Regions from separate parts of the Zea mays genome. Here regions 1 and 2 are each linked to region 3. The links are chromatin contacts, called in public Hi-C maps. All regions are on one chromosome and are shown on one strand. Each heading gives the region's core, a stretch centred on a gene start, on an enhancer-like site or on the middle of the called end of the contact. The rest is flanking DNA. Distances are from core to core; before and after follow the strand shown.

Evidence for each region. A called contact is a pair of places that touch in the nucleus more often than the background predicts.
Region 1: a Hi-C map of tassel shows a contact between it and region 3, with 2.1 times the contacts expected there. The contact joins the promoter of LOC100283638 here to the promoter of LOC100274749 in region 3. A contact is called at or near these places in 2 of 25 Hi-C or Micro-C datasets (leaf and tassel).
Region 2: a contact with region 3 is called in a Hi-C map of leaf, with 6 times the contacts expected there. The contact joins the promoter of LOC100274065 here to the promoter of LOC100274749 in region 3. A contact is called at or near these places in 2 of 25 Hi-C or Micro-C datasets (bundle sheath and leaf).

Annotation. Positions count from the first base shown.
Region 1 is chr8:112,484,409-112,488,562 of Zm-B73-REFERENCE-NAM-5.0, forward strand. LOC100283638 (saposin-like type B, region 1 family protein) reads right to left here and starts at 2,561. Exons shown (of 6, transcript NM_001156539.2): 1 at 2,266-2,561; 2 at 1,392-1,471. The coding sequence starts at 1,470.
Region 2 is chr8:112,457,068-112,460,925 of Zm-B73-REFERENCE-NAM-5.0, forward strand. It overlaps LOC100274065, which reads left to right and starts at 1,968. Exons shown (of 1, transcript NM_001148444.2): 1 at 1,968-3,724. The coding sequence starts at 2,959. The coding sequence ends at 3,645. It overlaps LOC118473127 (a long non-coding RNA gene), which reads right to left and starts at 1,907. Exons shown (of 2, transcript XR_004852014.1): 1 at 1,822-1,907; 2 at 792-1,735.
Region 3 is chr8:112,768,283-112,772,296 of Zm-B73-REFERENCE-NAM-5.0, forward strand. It overlaps LOC100274749, which reads right to left and starts at 2,419. Exons shown (of 3, transcript NM_001149041.1): 1 at 2,112-2,419. The coding sequence starts at 2,300.

The sequences.
Region 1 (4,154 bases), core at 1,311-3,810, 280 kb before region 3:
TATAAGCCATGTAATCGGCACCCTTTAGGGGCAGAAAATAAACACCTATCTCCTATCTTTCTCTCTACTCTTAATCTCAGCTTATTCACCATTGAGCAGCTAGGCAAAAACCCTAGCGCTCCTACCCGCCGAGACTACGAACTACGTAGTCGAGGTCCTACTCTCTTGGGCGCTGAGGCCCTTGACAATAAGCTCAATTTCAGATTGGTCTCTAGTGGTCAGTACTCAGCTAAGGCGGTCTTATGAGTGTCTCTTTTTTGGTTCGATTCCGTTTGAGCCTTTTGAACTGATCTAGAAGAGCTGGGCACCGCCAAAGTATAAAATTTTTATGTGGCTAACAGCCCTCCGAAAGTGTTGGACTGCGGATCATTTGGAAAAAAGAGGGATGGATCATCTGGAGCGTTGTCTTCTATGTGACCAGGAACAGGAATCCGTCGACCATCTTCTAGTTGCATGTGTCTTTGCTAGGAGTTTCTAGTCCAGGTTTCTCGAGAAAGTTGACCTCTAGTTCCTTGCTCTGCAGCTGGGGGATGCTGATTGATTAGGCTGGTGGAAAAGGGCTGCTAATCAGGTCAACGGAGTTGCCGCTCAAGGTTTGAACTCTCTGATCATATTAGGAGCCTGGACCATTTGGAAGCATCGGAACCAATGGGTCTTTGACAAGAGGCCTAATATGGAGAAAGCTCTTTCCAAGGCTGAGCAAGAAGGGGAGCTCTGGATGATGGCAGGGGGCAGGGGTCTCTCCTTACTGCTCCTGTGCCGGGGCTGGTTGCTCACTAGCCTGTGTTGTAGTAGTGGGTTGAGTGGTTTAGGCTTAATGGGTTCTTTTATGTTTTTGTGTTTTTGGCCGCCGTAAAACGGCTTTCTTGTATTGGTCCATTTGCGGCCTAACACTTTTTCTTCTTAATATAATGATGTGCAGCTCTCCTGCGCGTTCGAGAAAAAAATATAAATATGTAAATTACCAGCTAGGATTTTCGTAGTATATGATGAAAATTGCCATCTTCCGATTCCTTTTCAAATATGCATAAACAATGCAAAACCATAAAGTTGAGAACGCAGAACAGATAAGGGAGACAATCTACTATGTTTCATCAGAGCCTTCAAGTTCATCTGAGGCCAGAAAAAGATAGAACTGCACCAGGATAGTAATAAAAACTATAAATGTACACATTTCTTAATTTTTCTTGTCTATTTGCATCTGAAATAGGGGCCTAAGTTAATATTCAGTACTGATGTTGCACTGTTTTCTTTTTAAAACCCTAAAAAATAGAATACTAGACCTTTATCACATGATCAAAACTTTATTCTGAGAAAATTGAATAAAACAAAATTACTAGAGATGTAATACTCGCCCTACACAGGTTTGCATACAATAAATCATTACGCACCAGCATCATCCAAGGCAAAGCTTGTAGTACACCAGAGCACAAGACTGATGATGAACATAGCTTGAGCTCCTGTATCCATTCTGCATGTAACACATATGAATTATAAGGAACAATTCAGTCCATTCCATAAACAATGTCACTATCAATTATTTGCTAACTAGTAACTAAACTAGCAGATAATGCAAAAGTTAAATGGTAGACATAAAAAAGAGGCAGATAATTTCCTTTCAAGCACAAATCTGAGGGCTGGACAATAAACCCGGTGGTTTGTTACAAAAATATGTTCCAGTTGCCCTTGTTTTTCTTTCAAAATCAAAAGTAGCAGAATTTGAATGAAATTCAGTTTTGTCTCAGATCATTAAACTTGGTTTGAAGTTGGCTTCAAACAACAATATAGGAGACTATAATAGAAATGACTATCAATTTCGAAGAGAGGGAAAAAAGTTCAGTTGGCTCTGTTATCCACTCCAACTTGTTTCTTTGTTCTTTCATTATGTGCAAATTTTCAAGTAAACCTAACGACAACTCAAAATAAGTAAAAAAATACATGAACACCAGATATGCATCTAAAAAGATTAACTTTATTTTCTCCATGATTTCTGGCAAAAAAATCAGATTTAGTAGGAGTAATACTACATGTATACTGTGTAATAACACCCTATTCGAATACAAACAGTTATGGGGTGTTTAGTTTCTAGAGACTAATTTTTAGTTCCTCTATTTTATTCTATTTTAGTCTCTAAATTTTAAATGTGGAAACTAAAACTCTATTTTAGGTTACATATTTGGTAATTTAGGAACTAAAATAGAATAAAATAGAGTAACTACAAATTAGTCCCACCCTAAGTTAGGGGAAGAGAAAGGTTAGGCATACTGCTGTGTGCTCGTCGCCGGCGAAGGGCCTGAACAAGACCTGAGCACCTGACGTCGTTACCACTCGCCACGAGAGAAAGAAAGAGAGCGGATGAGGGAGGACTGGAGAACCACGGCAAAAGAGAGAGACTACGCTCGGGCCTCGGGGGACGGGAGAACCACGCGAGACTGCGCTCGGGGGGACGGGAGAACGTTGACCCAACACCCGGCGGAGCCAGCAGCGCCGCAAGGACAGTATGCTGTACAAGGCCGCGAGCGAGGGAATGTATTAGGGTGTTACCATAATTTCTATTTCTATTTCTTTCGATGTGTCGATCCAGGGTCTTACCAACAATTGAAATAATACTGTGTGTCCTGACACGGGATAATGCAAGATTACACAAGTCTTTATTCTGATCAGACAAAAGAAGTCACTACTTTCAGCAGAGTAGGAGTGAGACTTATATTACTTGTAACTAAGTGCTTATTGTAAGGAATACAAGTTCATCTAGAGAGAGAGGGATCCCAATTCACAGGAGTTAATTGAAATAAGTGTCAATATCATAGTGGTGGTAAAAACTGTGAAGTGTCCGCCTTGCCCCCTTGAAGTCGTAGACTGCCCTATTTATAGCCACAAGGAGGGGTATAGGAGTACCGGAGCTGGTCACGAACAATGAGGAGGTTAAGCCGAGTCCCAGTAAACGGTATGGACGGGAGCATGAGTCTTAGGCCTCATTTGGTTTGAGTGACTAAAGATTGGTCCCTCTATTTTAGTCCTATTTAGTTCCTAAATTGCCAAACGATGGGACTAAACTGTTTGTCTCTAGTCCCTTAGGGCTGATTTGGTGATTAGGGATCCCTAGGGGATCCATGGGGGAGGAATCCCCTTGCAATTCAATTTTGAATAGCAAGAGGATTTCTTCCCCTCGGGATCCCCGGTCACCAAATCAACCCTTAAGGGGTGACTAAAAGGAAATAAACCATATAAATTCCAATTTTTGCCCCTCCTTTATTTCAGTTGCGATAATGGCGGAAGAATGCTAAGGGGTATTTTAGTCCTCTTTTGCTCCATTTAATGCATTTTGAATAATTTGTCCCTAGACCCAAACATGGTAGGGACTAAACTTTAGTTAGTCCCTAGACTAAAGGAACCAAACGGGCCCTTATACTTGTTGTTGACTTATGCCCGCCCGATTTCTGCTGAGAGCCGAGGCCAAGGCCGATGGCTCGATCACGTACCCAAGCCCCCTTCGAACCCCTGAGGGGGCGTCCCCTTCCTGCTACCTGTGGAGGAATGGAAAACGGGGAGAGAGTGTGGCACACCTTTTGATGCGCTTACCCAGGGAGGCGAAGCGGCGCCCGTTACCTTGCGTCATCCGGACAGGACATGCAACCCGTAGGTGGGAATTAATGTGATGAGACGTGATGACCCACAGGTCGTCCGTTGCGGCGCGTCAAATTCGAAGATACAAAGCCCACTCCCGGTTTTGACTTGGGGAGGCTCAGCCCAACCCTCGGTGACCGAGATGGGATCCTCCCGTTTCTTACCTCACCTTTGCCTTCCTTAGCCACAGAAAGAAAAAAAACGCATGTGCGCCCTCCTTCGTCTTCCTCCTCGGTTGCTATGGCTGAGAAGCTCAGTGTTCTCCCCCCCCCCCCCCCCGCGACACGTGGCCCATTTCCTCCGTCACGTACGAAGATCTGCAAGCCTTGGTGGACGGAGGACTGCTATGCCCCCGTTCCTACGGGGCGCATCGTGAGTGGTTTGCACCGAGAGACGAGCAAGAGCCGACCCCGCCTGTGGGCTACGTGGTCAGCTTCACCTCCTTCCATGAGCGGAGATTCGGGGTGCCCGCAAGCTGCTTCATGTGGGAGCTCCCCCATTACTACGGGTGGAGCTCAACAACTTCA
Region 2 (3,858 bases), core at 718-3,217, 310 kb before region 3:
GCTTAAATTTGTGAAGAAGCTGAAAATAAGCTGTGCCAAACAGGGCCAAAAGTTAATGCCACGGCTCCGTGTTGACTGCTCAGGAAGCGCGAGTAGGGGGGGGGGGATGGGGCAGCCGACAAACAAAGCGCAGGATTTGAATGTTCAGTCTTCAAATTTATTTAGTTTTGGCACCAGGAGAAACAGAGTTTCTAGTCTTAACATTTCTTTCTAGTCTCACGTCTCAAAATCTAAAATGTCAAACGTCACAACAAGGCTTGCTTCAACGACGAAATTCTTAAAGTCTCATAAGTGATTCTACTACTGTACAAACGGCCGTCAATCTGGGTACCAAAGGGGCTAGCTGTGGCTGGCACGTCATTCGGGAACCTGCTTACCGATTCAAACCAAATATTTAGACTTTTTTTTATTCTATATATTTATAAACTGATGATGATATATATTTATTGTGTTACACTTTGTCTAAGCTAACGTGTCTATGCAGTCGTCTCATCCTAACCATGCACCATGCGTTTAAATCCAACGATGACTCGCTCATGGGCCGGGACAGGTGGCCCATCTAATTCCCATCGGTCCTTCGCTTCTACGGGATGAGATCCTCTGCCGGCCGCCGCTTCCATCGCCATGGCAAGCAGGCGACTCGCTCCTTCGCCTTAACCGTCGTCTTCCGCCCAAGGTCCCTTCCCCGTCGCCAACTGCTGCCATAGCGGTCTGGCATCACCATGTCGGATGCTGCGGGACCCGTCCAAGAGCGACAGCCATGTCTCGCAGTACCGTCGGCATGTCTGTTCTTTTTTTTTCCCCCCGAAAGCAGGCATGACTGTTCTTCGTTCATCTGCAGACTGCCTCCATGGAGTGCTCGAGCGACGGTCCGTTGTGAGATCTCGACTTCCTCACGAATACGGTGGATGCCCCTGACGCCCAAACTAGCTGCAGAGCCGTCAGACCTTACTCAAGAGAGCACAGCCACGAAGCTCTCTACCTGCTTCATAGGAGGGCGACAGAGACATGTATTCTGATTAGATAGGAAACAATTCTAGATTGAGATTGTGGATCAATATCGAGTATGATGATTGTGGATCAATTCTAGACTGATATTCTGGTGCTATTGTGATGTTTGTACCAGTTTGTGAAATATGAATGAAATTAGCGAACAAGTTTCAGATAGTATTGATTCCAGAATGACCATGCTCCAATTTATACAACTGATATTGATGATCTCATCTCAGTGATGGCAGTTGAGAAAACCAAACACTCAAGTGGCTTTACACTTCAGCCACAAAAAACCAAAAGCTATCCATAATTTAGAGGCTACCCAAAAGCTCATACTATTCCCCATCTGCGAGTGGAAAGGCAACACAAAAGCTTATATTGTTCTCCATCTGCAAAGACAAACATCCGAGGTTGTACAAAAAAACAAACTGTGCTGATTTTAAACTAAAATTCAGCAGTAAGATCATAGGTGATTGGTCCCTACAAGAGGAAAGAACAACAATTGAATTCTTTTTATTATGAAATATCATCTGAATAATTATGTCATCGTTGTTAAATATTACCATCAACAACCGAGAAAATTTATGGATGGCCATACATGTTCAGGCACCCCTTCCTTCTAGCAAAAAGTACTAGGGACTGCTACAGCACCATCTTCGAATTGCACAGTTGTTGTACTAGGGGACATATTTTGGACTGCTGGAACACTCTCACCGAATGGCACCGTTGTAGCTTTTTGTTCCTTCTTATAAAAGAGAATGAAATAAGTAATACAATTAGACACTAATACAATTAAAATCAATCAAATTATTCTAGTCTGCGACGTACCACTGAACATTTTCCCCTTTTCTTATGTCCCTTTTTAGCCCTTATGCATCTTTTCAACCTAACTTTTTTCCGCTTTGAGCTTTTTGTCTCCACCTCCTTCTTCTTTAGTTGTGTTGTACTAACCAAATTACATGGGAGAGTGACATTCGAGGGAGAAGTGATTGGATCCACTGTACTACTACAATTATTGATTTCTTCCTCAACTTGCTTGCTAAGGATGTCAACTTACTACACGGGCGGCCGAAACCCTAGCGCCGCCGCCCCCTCCCTCCACTCCATCCCACCTCGCCGTCACCAGAGGGCGCCGCCGGATGTCCGCGCGGCCCCAAGGAAGGTGGCGGCGAGGCGATTTTTCTCTGGTTTGGTCGCGTCTGCCCGGATCTAGTCGGGTTCCAGGAGGTGGCAGCGGCGTGTGTGGGGCGGCGACCCTTCGCCGGCGCGGCTCAGCCTCGGCGGCATCCTGGCGGCAGTGAGCGCGACGTTCGTATGGCACATCCGGGCGTTGCGGGTCCTGGATGGGTGTTCGCGCAGCAGGGGGGCATGCGGCCGGCCGTGGGTCGCAGGCGCGGAGAAGGTGCTGTCTGGCGCCCCCAGGGCAGGGAGCGGCGCCGCGCGTGGAGGTCTGGAATCTAGTGCGCGTGGGGTTCGCGGCCTCCGCGTGCCAGCCTTCGGAGGCGTCGACAGGCTGGTCCCGGGCATGTGCCGGGGTGGTGTTCGGCGTGGTGCGTCGGTGGGCCTGCGCAGTCGACCGGATTGGCGGTGGCGGGACCTCCACTCGTCTGCGTCTACGATGAGGTGGTCGGCGTCTTGATCTGCGTTGGGTTGGTTGGATCTGCGGGCTGTCTGCCCGGATCTGGGGGGCTGGTCGCCTTCCGCCGCTCCTCCCTGTTGCTGGCTTGGGCGGGTGGCCTTGCGGCTGCTGCGGCGGTGCCTGCGCGCTCGCGTGGTCGTAGCTGGTCTGCGGCGTCGGCACCCACGCGTGCGGCTGGCGCGCTGTGGTGGCGGCGTGGCTTGCCTGTACTTGCCTTGGTCGGGGCGTTGGCCGTCGCCGGATCTGCAGCTGTCTGCGGCGCCTTCTGCAGGGGCGGCTAGCTCCGTGCGTTGGGGCGTGTGGTGGGAGGGCCTCTGGCGAAAGCCATGCCCGCTTGCGGGCGGACAGCGGTGACGCCCGCGGGCGCCACCCCTGCCCTATTGAGGGTGCTGTCCTTGGACCTCTCACCACAATGCGGGAACCCTCGCCTCGGCCTTCTTGGGGACTTTCGCTGGTGCTCGTCCGACGTTGGGGCTCTGAAGGTTGGGGTTGCTGGGTTGGTGGGTCGGCGGACGACAGGAGGTCTTCGGAGGAAACTTTGCTTGGTTGGTACCAGGCGGGCGGCGACGACTTTTCGACTTCGTTTCTCCTTCTTGAAGGCACAGCCCAGAAGACCTCTAGTTTGTGTGTTCGTCGGCGTTGTGGAGGCTCTTTGTCACTCCGCTTGGCTCGGTGGTGTCGGGGCCATTGTCGCTTTAGGCGTCTGTTTTCTCCCGGAGTTCGGCGTTGTGGATCTTTGCTCGTGGCGAAGAATCGGAGCTGCCTCGTGTGGGGTGTGCGAGGCTTGGCAACGATGGCGCGCCGTGATCTTATTCCTTGCGTCGGTGTCTGGATTTAGGCGTCGTCGAGTTGCTTTGGCAGTGTGCGGCTCGTCTTGGGGAGTCGGAGCTGCTCGTCCCTTGTGTTTGAGCTTGGCAACAATGACTCTAGATGTGTTTGTGTGTGTGAGGCTGCTGTTGTCTAGGTGGTTTGTTAGGGCCTTCACCGGTTTTTCTACCGTGCGCCCTGTGTAGGTTTTGGGTCCGGTTTTCCTTAAAACTGGATCAATTCTATTCTTCTTAATTGAGAGGCAGAGCTCCTGCCATTATGTTCAAAAAAATAAGGTGTAGCTTGCATAGCTAGCAACTCTATGCTAAATTGAGAAACTTGCGAGTCATATATTTGCAACGAATCATACAATCTAATCTTGGATTCTCTATTATGTGTTTTGACCTTGATTGTTTTGT
Region 3 (4,014 bases), core at 1,169-3,668:
TAAATATTCAGATTCAACCATCACCAAATTCAACAGTGAAGTGCACTTTTATTTGTAATTTTACACAACGAATGCTGGACTACATAAGTGCATACCTAGGCAGCTCGGTTCTACTAAAAAGTACGAGGAAACAAAGGCCAGATACAGATCATAAAAAAACGTGTCAAAATAAAAATAGCATGGTCATCTAGAAGTAGTGCAATTAGACCACCTTTTCCTCTAGGCCTGGATGATTACATCGGTGATTAAACACTGAAGACAAATCCACTGCCCACCTAGTTCCTAGGTACGTCTCAAGCTTTTGTTGCATGATAGTCTAGTGAGCAAGTTCCCACTCCGTTGTTTCAACAGGAGTTCCACTTGACAATGGACCCAACATAAGAGGAACTATGTGGTTTTCCAATAAAAAGAAATACCCAAACTTGAGTTGCGACTTGCAACAACTTAAACCAGGGTGGTGAGTATGGACAACCACACCTCTGAGGCTCTGACCTCCCAACCCCACCGAGCTAGGCCAGTTCCTGGGAGTTCCACATGATGCATTCCAACTTACTATAGTTCATTAAATAATAGTATAGTAGGGAGCTCAGAGCCCACAAATCTTAATAATCTGGTAACACTAGTGCTAACCATGTAAACCACTACATGCATTGTCTCAAGAATTCAGACCTCAATGATTATAAAATGGTAAAAGATTGATACAGCAGTGATGAAATCCTCTAGATGATTAAAGGTCTGTTTGATTTGCACCCTCGCCAGCTTGCCTAGTCCAGCCAACACACTCAGCTCAGGTGTCAGATTTTAGAGGCTTGGGGCCAGATATGCTCTGTGACCCAGGTTTCCAAGCCAACAATCCATACAAGCGGTCAGCTCAGTCAATGTGCCAACTTTCAACCATTGCCATGCCATGGTAAGATCGATACTTAGCATCCCGGCTTTTGAATGTATACCTATTGCGCTATTTTTAGTTCTGAGATGTCGAAACTGAAAAGGAGGATAGACGGACAGGTTCACCGGTCACCACTTAAGAAAAAGAAATTTCACCATTCATAGAGCACAGATATTGTTACCAACTAGAAAATCGTTATATGGTCTAAATCGATTTAAGTATATATATATATATATATATATATATATATATATATATATATATATATATATATATATATATATGTATGTATATATGTATGTATATTTTTAGAACTAAAAGCATATCCCATAGATAAAGAAAAAAAAAGCATTCTAGTCTACTTTTGAACTAACTCACCAAATCAATACATGAGTCATGGATGTCACCAGATAAAAATCATGCTCGATGTGCAAAGCGCATAATCCTTTAATGAGTAGGCCCACCATAAAATGGTTCCGAAAAGCTAGAACTCAACAATATTGTGTACCATGAGAAAATTAAGGAAACATCATATTTAACAGAATTTAATGACCAGTCTAAACAAGCAAGGCAGTGTTATCTGTGTTCCCAAATCCAAAGTTTTGATATTTGAGTCCGTGAAACTGTATGCCAGTGTTATCTCCCCAACTCTTAAATTGTTCTTGTCAGCAGGTTGCATAAAAGGCCCAGAAAAGCAGCAGTTGACGAGACTGGAACTACAAAAGCTTGTTGAATCCCATTGGATGTATCTTAACCGCAAACAAAGTGACTTAAGACTGGATCTGAAACACTAAGGATAGATTATGGTAAAATACTAATATTAATGTTGCATCTGCCAAAAATTCGACAACGGAGTCCCAAATTTTCAGTAAGGAAGAGAAACAAAGCTCCCCATACTATGTGTCTCTGTTGTGGATTAATCAGGAAACAGGGGATCCCTTGATATTTTCTTTAGGAACGACTAACAACTCTTCCACCAGGAAGCAAGTCCGCACATTAAAACCCCTACACATCTGAATCTGGACTTGATCAGGTAAACCCAGTACCCAGGAGTCCCTTAAGATCGTCCAAACAGGACAATCGTGGCTATGAAAAGGAGAAACTATAATAAATTGAGCTAAACAAGGAAGCTGAACTGAATCCCCATCTATCTCGCACAGACGACTGCATAAGGAACCTGAATCAAAAGAGATCTCATTTTAAACAAGGTGCCTTGCTATACCTTGTACTCGTTCTTGGGGGTCCCATAACCCGAGAAGAACATCTGCGCTACAAGCACCTGGTTGGCGATGTCTCCTTTGCGCGCCTCCTTGTACGCGTCCTGGAACCAGCGCTGGACGCAGTCGCCGACCACCTCTGACAGCGGCTTCCGCTCGGACTCCGACCCACCGACTCCATTGGCTCCCTCCATCGCTTCGTCCCTGCCTATGTACGGTTCGTTGCTGGCTGCGGCAGCTGCGGCGGCAAGGGCTTGGGGCTTCCTCCCTTCAGGAGTGCCGCAGCCGACGATGGTTTGGAGAAAAAAGAAAAGAGCGAAGGAGAGAAGCGCGGAAAATACAAATAGGCGGCGAGCAAGGGGTGTTTGTGTAAATTGCAGTGTCCTTGGCTTTGGTGGGTTTTGCCCGTTTCTCCAACTTGCCTCCCAAACCTGCAGGATGCGTCGGCAGAAGCCGCCGCCGCACCCGCACGCGTTTTTGAAGCGGGTGCGGTCTTCTGTCCTATGCTCCGAATCTGAACCCGACAGCTTCGGACCATTGCGTGCACTATGTTTTTTAAGTAGCAGCTCTACTATCGTATCTTCTATCTCATTTAGTATTTTAAATTTTACTTACGAGGTGTTTAGATCTCTTTATTTTAGAGAAATTAGAATTCACTCAATAAAGTAACTTATTTAGTTTGGAATTTGACATTCCATCACTTTTCAAAGTTCAGATATAAGTCTATCTCAAATTCATGGGGTGGAGATGAAAAATGATTTTATGCATTAATAGAATTTGTTTCTACTATGTAACTTACACGACACTCTTCGTCTCACTCCTCTATAGTAAAAATATAACATATAAATATCTTCGATATCTTGCTAATAATAGTATATAAATATATTTTGCGTAAAATCGAATTAGCTTAATTGATATATGCCTAAATTACTATTATTAGAATGAAATTCAATTCCAATGATCCAAACGGGGCGTTAGTGGTATCTACGGTGTAAATCTCCTATTTTCGGCATCTACCGAAGACAACCTTAAAAATTGTGTCTGTCGGAGGCAGAAATTCTTCACCACCCAAGACAAAATGCACCCCTCTAATCCTAAGATGTGGAGGGGGCTTAGAAGTTTACCTGACCACATGGATGAACACAAGAACACAACGGTTTAGAGTCGTTCGGGCCGCTTGAGCGTAATACCCTACATCCACTATGAGTTGGATTGCTTGAGAGATTAAGTGTAGGGTTGTCCCCCTGCATCACATTGTGCTCCCCTTTTATAGTCTGATGGGAGCACACACAAGAGAGTTGGACCGAACAAGTGGGCCCAGCGTGCCTATCTTAAACATATACTACCCAAAGATATAAGTACAACTATGAGTTGAGATCTTCCTCCCCCGACTATCGTGCCGACTTCACGATCAGGTATGTTCTCTTTGTTCATCATCCTATGTATGCTTTGGAAGCTATCAAGTATGTTGCTGTTGCAGGTACATGCGAGAATTAATGTGATATCTTCGTGTTGTCACATCCGATCTGTGCATCAGTGGGTGTATCGGGTGGCCGAGCGGCGCCTCATGATGGCGTTGCTTAGACACCTGAGATAAACGCCTCGGTTACTCGCACTATCTTGATCTCGCATTAAATGTGTGTGGCGTAGGCATGACGTTGAGCGTCTTGGAAACGCGTGGGGCAGTCTTGTCGCTCTGTATAGCATGTCACTCCCCATCATCATGTAGAGCACGCTTCAGATACCCTGCAATAAATGCGGGTAGTGTGGTTGCAGACAAAAAGCTTTCTTCTAAGTGAAGGGTCGTGCCATGCACCCTGGAGCCACGTAGTGATTCTGTACCCTTGCTAGCGCAGAGCGTACGGGCCAAGGGCACACTTATAATATAAGCCTCGGGCTCACACTGTC